2 separate regions of the Canis lupus genome follow, and region 2 is linked to region 1. Evidence: chromatin contacts called from public Hi-C data. All regions are on one chromosome and are shown on one strand. The core of a region is the stretch at or near the end of the contact, and the rest is flanking DNA. Distances in the headings are between cores, read along the strand shown.

What was found. Hi-C and Micro-C count contacts between places; a contact is called where the count stands out from the background.
Region 2: a Hi-C map of amygdala shows a contact between it and region 1, with 5 times the contacts expected there. The contact joins the enhancer-like site here to the promoter of DPYSL5 in region 1. A contact is called at or near these places in 2 of 9 Hi-C or Micro-C datasets (amygdala and skin fibroblasts).

The regions. Positions count from the first base shown.
Region 1 is chr17:20,915,301-20,919,410 of UU_Cfam_GSD_1.0, forward strand. It overlaps DPYSL5 (dihydropyrimidinase-related protein 5), which reads left to right and starts at 2,418. Exons shown (of 13, transcript XM_038561032.1): 1 at 2,418-2,567. It overlaps LOC119869731 (a long non-coding RNA gene), which reads right to left and starts at 2,202. Exons shown (of 4, transcript XR_005372248.1): 1 at 1,845-2,202.
Region 2 is chr17:20,983,184-20,987,293 of UU_Cfam_GSD_1.0, forward strand. All of the region lies in intron 2 of DPYSL5 (dihydropyrimidinase-related protein 5), which reads left to right. Among named protein-coding and RNA genes, the nearest start is that of MAPRE3, 53 kb to the right of the region's middle. Within about 2 kb of position 2,103, at least 3 of the 20 cell types and tissues checked have an H3K27ac peak or open chromatin away from gene starts, as enhancers often do.

The DNA of each region.
Region 1 (4,110 bases), core at 1,168-3,667:
TGCTATGCCCTTTGTGTGTGTGTGTGTGTGTGTGTGTGTGTGTGTGTGCTATGCCCTTTATATGTATTTCCTTATGCAATCATCATGGCAGTTTTAAAAAAATGTGCTATGGGGCAGCCCGGGTGGCTCAGCGGTTTAGCACCGCCTTCAGCCCAGGACGTGATCCTGGAGACCTGGGATCGAGTCCCACGTCAGGCTCCCTGAATGGGGCCTGCTTCTCCCTCTGCCTATGTCTCTGCCTGTCTCTCTCTCTCTATGTGTGTGTGTCTCTCATGAATAAATAAATAAAATCTTTAAAAAAAATAGAAATAAAAAAATAAAAAACGTGCTATGATCCTCTAGTTATGTAGGGAGCTAAAGTTCAGATGACATAAGTAACTTTCCCAAGGTCAATTTTCCATAAAGTATAGCAACAATTTCAACCTAGGGATGTATGACTCCAAGACCTATGCCCTTTCTATTTTCCAGGAGAGATAACCTAGATTGAAAGTAAGCAAATAAAGCTAAAATCAAATACTGGGGACATTTACCGCCTCAGGTTTAGATGAGACGTTCAACAATGTTCCTAGCAGACAGATGACCTCAAGGCTGCTCTTTCTCTTACAAGGGAAGTTAGGTCCAGGAAGAGCAAAGGAGGGAGTCCAAATTTGAGGTCCATTAAATGTTGCAAAAAACGTTTCCTCCACTAGAGGACTCCCTCCCCCGAGGCAAAAAGTGCAGCTTCCAAGGGATCCAGCTATTGACAGCCTGTAAGGAGGGCGGCTTCACTCCACCTCCCTGAGGCTCAATCCATTTTGCCTAAATCCCTAGGTCCCTGCAGAGCCTGGCCAGCCTGTGAATCCCTAGGGCAGTGCCCTAAACTGAAGCAGTGGGAGGACAAGCCCCTCTCTCCAAGTTTTCACAGCCACATCCTGGGCTCCCTGGATTAGGGATGCTTTGGTGTAGGCCCTAGGTTCATCTGGGGGCTCCTTTCATAAACTCAGGATGTGTGGGGCAGGGGGCTGAATAGTAAACCTTCCTCCTTGGAGAAGCAGACTCAGTGTGAATAATCCAGCAGGGCACTCCCCAAATGCCAGCCTGGCCTGCTCCAGGCCCTGAGCCCTTGGCAAAGGATGGCAGTGAAAGTGGTCCGTAGACACCTCACTTTGCAGGCTCTGCCACCATGCCGCCCCTGTGGGTTTTGTTGAGAAGAGGAGTGGGGCATCCTCCGGAGAAGTAAAGCACCATTTTGGTTGAAAATAACTTGTAGAGAGGTGTGAACTACCTCTCTGGCTGTGGCTGCGCAGGCAAGGTGGCTGGGAACTCCCTCAACTTCACCTCGTCTCTCAAGCTGGGAGGAGACGGTTTCTGCAGTAACCCATTGGGGTTCCCGGGAGGGACTCTGGATGGGGTTGGAGGTGAGAACTCATTGGTGCATTTTAATCAATAGAAACGGCTTTGAAGTGACATTAAGTGAAAAGAAGCAAATTACTAAATCACAGCTAAGCTATTATTACAACTACATAAAAGATTACAGTAAAGGCTTAAGAGGGGTTTAGGGAGGTGGTACTAAGGCCTGATAATCCTCCCTCTCCTTTTCTAGATTTGTTGATTTAGTTAATTTATGTTTAAAACGTGAAGAAAAAAAGGTGAGTGTAAATTGAGTCATAAAACATTTCCAAACACTTCACTATGTCCTGAAAGAAGGTGTCAGAAACAGGACAGGTGGCTGGACCTGAGAGCTCTGGATGGAGCAGCTCTAGCTCAGAGCAGCCCAGAGAATGAACCCGGGGTTCGAGTCCCCGGCGGGGGCAGATGCGAACTTGGTTGGCCCTGAGTGGCCGTCCACTGTGTACTGTACCTACGTGAGGATATTTTTCTCTAACGTCCACCCCGCCCGCTCCAGCGTGCGACCTCGCCGAGCGCCCGCTTCGAAGGCGTCGTACTGGGTCCGGGAGGGAAGCCGGCGGCAAAGGGCAGGCCCGGCAGCCACCGGGTGAGGCGGCCGGGGCATTGTTTCAGCCCCTCGGGTGGGGTCGTGCAGGGGGAGGGGAGGTGCTGTGTCTTCGGGACCCGCCCCAGAGCCCTCCCAGGGGACTCGTGCATCAGCGCGTCTCAGCGCCGGGGCTTTGTGAAGGGCCGTGGGTCACCATGGAAACCCAAAGGCACGCGGAGGAGGGCGCGAGGGGGGTCGGCGGGTTCTCGGGCCTCACTCTCCTTCCCCTCTCGGACCCCGGCCCTGCAGCAGGGCCTGTCGGGAGTTGTAGTCCCAAGGCGGCGGCCGCGCGCGGCGGCGAAGATGCGGGGCGCCGCCTGTGCCCGCCTCCCCCTAACCTGCTAGCGCGAGGTGGGGAGCGCTGGAGAGGAGGCGTCGGGTCGGTGATTGGCCGAGGCCGCCTCCAGCCCCCACCCACGTCCCCTCCCCAGCTCCCGGCTTCCGACTCCAGCGCCGCGCGCTCCAAGGCGGCGATCGAGCGAGCGCGCGTGCAGCCGCCGCCGCCCTGAGCACCCGCAGCTCCCGCGCCGCGGCGAGACCGAGGAGAGACGGACCGACCGACGGACCCTCGCAGCCGCAGCATCCCGGAGGAGTGCGTGATGGCGGGGCGGGCGGTGGGCTCATTTTCCCCGGGCTGGGACATCCTTCTCACGGCCTCCGTTTCTCTGGGAGGCGCACAAAAGGGCAGGGATAGGGGTGCACCCAGGGACCCGGCCTCAGGGGACGCGGCGGGAGGTGTGGTTTGGGATTGGGGCGGCCATCGGGGCTAAACTGGGGTCGAGATCGGGCCCTCTTTGTACGCCCACAGAGCTCCGTGCAGTGCCTTGCTCATAGTAGGCGTTTCGAGCGTGCTCGTGGGATTGCAAAGAACTGGGGTGAGAAGACGGCTTGGTTGAAGGGCTTTCACTCTTAGCACACAGTAGGCGCCCAGCCTCGCTCGTCGAGGTGCACTGAATGGCTGGAAGCCTGGGCGGGGGCTTCTCTGGCTACGGGCCCGTCCTGCCCGAATCCCTGGATGGTCGCTGCCCGTGGCCCCCCGCTACCACCGGTGCACACACCCTGCGTCCATTTCGCCTCCGGGTTGGGATTTGCCCAGCCTGGACCGGACCCGACGGCCCGTTCCACCCGTCTGGCCAACGCGGCGGTGCCTAAGGACAATTCGCCTGCTGCCTCCGAGGCACCTGCCCGAACCACAAAGGCCGCCTGTGGCTGCCCGGCCCAGAGCGAGCGCCGAGCTGGGTGCCTTCGCCGGGTGCCTTCGCCGGGTGCCTTCGCTGGAGCCCAGTGCGGGAGCTCTCCCCGCAGCAGCGGTCTTGGCGGGCGACCGACATCGACGCCCCAGGCCGGGGAGGGGCAAGAGCCGGAGCCAGACAGAAGCTGGGACGGAGAGAGGCGGACGCCAGGCCTCAGTCTGAGCAAAGATGGGGAGATGGGAAAGCTGGGTGGGGACAGGTGGACCGAGTCCGGGGAGAGAGGCAAGTGGAGACCAGGGTTTGAGGAGCAAAGAGAGGGGGCGGGGGGCGGGCCTGAAGAGGGAGGGAAGGAGTGCGGTGCAGGTGGCGCGAGGCGGGGCGAGTCTGGGGCTGATGAAGAATGAGGATGGGATGGGAGGAGAGATGCTGGAGGGTGGAGACCGCCGGGGTTTGCGGAGGGTAGACGCCTGGGGGGAGGAGATCCGCGCGGGCAGGGGGAGGGTCCCTCTGGGGAGGGAGGTCTCCCGGGGGAGGGAGGAGGCGCGGGCGGCTGGGAGGCGAGTCCCGGGCCTGAAGACCCTAAGCTCCAGGCGTGCAGCCTGGCGGTCCAGGTGGCCAGCTGGGCGTGGCCCTTGGACAGGCGACAGACCCAGGATGGCGGATCCGAGACGGGGCTGAGCTGTCCCCACCAGGAGCTTTGTCTCCCGGCCTGACACAGCCCGTGGGGACTCGCTTCAGGTTTTGCGATAATCCGCAGCGCCGCAGGCACACCCTTTTCTTCTCGGGGCTGAAAGGCTTGGTCCAGTGGCAGATGCTGGCTGGGAGGCGGGATGGGGGACGTCTCCCGCCCGAGAGACCTGGAGAACAATAGCCGCCCCTGGTATCCTCCGGATCCCGCACTAGGCCCCCCCTCCCCCGAACTCAAGTGTGCAGTTTTCTGGT
Region 2 (4,110 bases), core at 853-3,352, 68 kb after region 1:
TGTCTCTGCCTCTCTCTCTCTGTGTGACTATCATAAATAAATAAAAATTAAAAAAAAAAAAAGCAAGTTGCAAAAAAGTATGGACAGTAGGATACCGTTTGTGTAGATTTTTTAAATTAACAAGACAAACCATAGTAAAAGCATAAAAATATAGATTTATATATTTTTAAGGCAATTTATATGTCAACCTCTGGGGAGGGGGATAGAGAACAGGACGGAGGGCTTTGGTTGGATTGCTTGTATTTCTTTTTTTTTTTTTTAAGATTTTTATTTATTTGAGAGAGAGTGCACATAAGTAGGCAGAGCAGCAGGCAGAGGGAGAGGGAGAAGCAGGCTCTCCACTGAGCAGAGAGCCAGATGTGGGGCTCCATCCCAGGACGCCAAAAGCAGACACTCAACCAACTGAGCCACCCAGGTGCCCCCCCCTTTTTTTTAATGTTTTTTTTTTAAAAAACAGCGAAAAATGTTAAATCTGTTATGTTTGACTAGTGAGTTCATGCTATGTGTTGTAGTATTTTCTATAATTTTACTGTATGGTTGAAATATTTCATAATTTTCAGAAGAAAGTATTTTGAACACATAAGCATAGTTAACTAAATTTTTTTAAGGATTTATTATTTGTTTTGAGAGAGAGAACATGTGGGGGGCTGCAAGGAGGGGCAGAAGGACAGAGAGAGAGAGAGAGACACTCTCAAGCAGACTCCCCACTGAGTGGGGAGCCCAATGGGGCTTGACCCCAGGACCCTGAGATCATGATCCGAGCTGAAACCAAGAGTCAGACACATAACCAACTAAGCCACCCAGGCGCCCCACGTGGTTAACTAAATTTTAAATAATTTTTAGCTTTTTCTCAATTTCTGTTTAAAATAGATATTATAAATAATGTCTATTAAATAGATTTTGGAAAACTAGAGAAACTAAATAACTCAGATTCTCATCACTCAAAACAGTCCTTGTTAATGTTTTGGTATATTTCCTCCCATGTTTTTCCTTGTGTGGGTGCCTGTGTGTTTAAACATACTTCTCAGCATCTTGGGCACACATATTGAATCCTGCCTTTTTCGCTCATTATAGTATCACCCTTTTTCCATGTTATGACTTAGACTCCATGAACATCATTTCTGTTGACTTCCATTAAACATTGTCCACAGCTTGCTTAACCAACACCATTTTTGCATAAAACCAGGAACGTTCAGCAGTCACGCAGTCCCATACTTGTAAACATAATCCTTTTGAAAGCCTCAGGAACAGGATTGGGTCATGCTCTCTGTTGATTTCTACAAGGCTGTTTCTGTGTGGGATGACAGTAAAAAGGTCTGTCACATCTGTGATATCACACTCCAAGGAAGACAGAGCTTGTCGGCATTCATCCCGTGGGTTGGAACTGTATATATTTTAAAAGCCAGCTCTGGGGATGCCTGGATGGCTCAGCGGTTGAGCATCTGCCTTTGGCTCGGGGAGTGATCCCGAGATCCTGGGATCAAGTCCCGCACCGGGCTCCCCGCATGGAACCTGCTTCTCACTCTGCCTCTATCTCTGCCTCTCTTTGTGTTTCTCATGAATAAATAAATAAAATCTTAAAAAAAAAAAAAAAAAAGCCAGCTCTGTTTATATCTTGCCTGAGAGGCAACAAGTGCTCGTACATACTTGTACATCCAGCATTTGGTCTGGGCTCCTGAATCTTTGCTGATCCTGTTAAACTTGTGCTTTGAGGCCTGAGGTAATAGCAGATATAATTAGTCCAGATATTTATGTGGCTCTTCCCAGCTTATAGGTGCTCTCACATCCATTGCTACCAGATCTTCTCTGGGCCCCCAGGAGGTGAGGTGTAGAGTGAGCACACAGTTGGCCCTGGATTCCAGCCAATAAGTGAGAAAGTCAGCACCACCATCCAGTGACACCTACCAGAACTCTTCAGTTACTGTCCTTAGGCTCAGGCAAGAGGGGTCGTGTCTACCCAGAGCCCACTGTCCTCTTCTAGACTCAGGGTCCCTGGACTTTCTTAGTAAATGGTCCTGAGCACTTCCAGGTCCTATGCAAGCTTGAATCTCTTCTGCTGGGAACCAGACTACCTGTGTGTGCATGCCTGGGTCCAAGGGTAGCATTTTGCAGGGAGTGAGCAGATCTTAGACCTGCAGGCTGCAGGATGAACCCAGGATCAGGGATGTGGGCAGGGGGCAGCTGCAAAGGCTGAAGGTTAACATCCCATATAATGTAGCTCAGAGCTGCAGACTCCAAGAGCTCTAAATTCAGGCCTGGCCTTCTCGGCCATATATTTGTTAGAGTAGTAGGAGGATAGAATGTATTCTGTTTGACAGTTAGCTTGATCTGTAACTTTTAACCACTTAGAGATTCAGCATAGGGACCTCCTTTTCTCCTCTTGCTCTGGGACCCACAGATCTTAAGAACAGTATCAGCTCTCTGATTATCCTGTTTCCAGCTGTTTCCAGGTCCCTCTTTTTCTATCCAAGGCTAGAGACCTACTGAGTGGGATGTAGAGGAAGACAATCTAGAACCAGTAAAACAAGTGTATAAAATATAAACAATTTAGTGTATGAAATATCAATATCTGATACCCCCTGTGTCTACATGTAAAGGCAAGAAATGCATTTCAGGGAAGAATAGAGTACAACCACCTGCTGTAAGGATGAATCAGCCCGGCACATCCAGCCAGATCACAAATAGAAACCAGCGAGTAAAGCTACAATCTGCTGCTCTTCCTCTTCTCATTTCCCTGCACCCCCTATCCCATTTCCCTCGCTGTGTACCGCAGAACCACCGCCCTCTGTTGGTGGCTTTAAGCCATGCAAGAAGTCGGACTCCTGCCCTCCCGACATGGCCCAGCCAACATCAGCGTGGGAAATCCATGCTGCAAGAGTTTTCATTTTAATTCTTTGACCACTAAATTAACGTTTTTCAGTTCCCCAACCCCCAGCAGTGTTTCTGATTTGTGATTTAGGATTTGACTGTGACTGGAGAAGCATGAAATCATTAAGAAAATTTCACTGTCCCGTTTTCTTCCTCTACAGAAAACAGAGATAAACAGCCAAAGTCTGGATAATTAAATGCACACATAAGGACAGACTTCACTCAGTCCACTTTATTAAAGACATTTCACTTGATTTTCCCAACTAACCAGCCAGGGAACTAATTTAGGTAAAGCTTAGAGAGGTTAAGTAACTATTATAATAGCTATTATAGGTAAAGAATCTCAGAGACGTTAAGTAATGTGGCTGAGGCTATCCAGCTGGGAGGTGGTGAACGAGGACTCAAACTTAGGCTGATCCAAATTACTGTCAGGACCCAAATAGAAGGATGGGTTTTGTCTAAACTTCTACTCATTGGAAAAAAAAGAGTCACCCTCTATCAGAGCATACAGAAAGTAGCAGAGCCCTCTCTTGATTATTCTGTTTTGATGAAGTTTTGTTTGGGAACAACATTAGCCAGGAATAGTCTTTGGTCAATGCTCATTCTGGAAGTTTGTGCAGGTCAGCCGACCAAATTGGTTGTTAAAAAAGTATGCATGGGCGAGGTGAATCTTTAATACAGATTTAGTAATTATTGGGATCCCTGGGTGGCGCAGCGGTTTGGCGCCTGCCTTTGGCCCAGGGCGCGATCCTGGAAACCCGGGATCGATTCCCACGTCGGGCTCCCGGTGCATGGAGCCTGCTTCTCTCTGCCTGTGTCTCTGCCTCTCTTTCTCTCTCTGTGACTATCATAAATAAATAAAAAAATTTAAAAAAATATTAAAAAAAAAAGATTTAGTAATTATTCCTGGAGCTATGCTTTTTTTTTTTTTTATCACAAATGAGGCTTCTTAATGATTTCTTTTTAAGTGGTATCTTGTGGAGATTGTGAATAGGGTAATTTTTCATTGATAAATCATACAGGGACCTAAAAAGTACTCGATCTCAAACAAGATAAATGGAAATGAACTCAACGTGCTTGGAAAAACTGAAGACAAAGAACTCCCATGCGGAAGGTGCACATGAAAACTTGGAATAAAATCGTTTCATGAAATATGAGTGAATAAAACAAAATGATATATCCAAATTAACATTTTATATTAGGATTTAAATACATCTGGATAACTAAATAATTATAAATAGA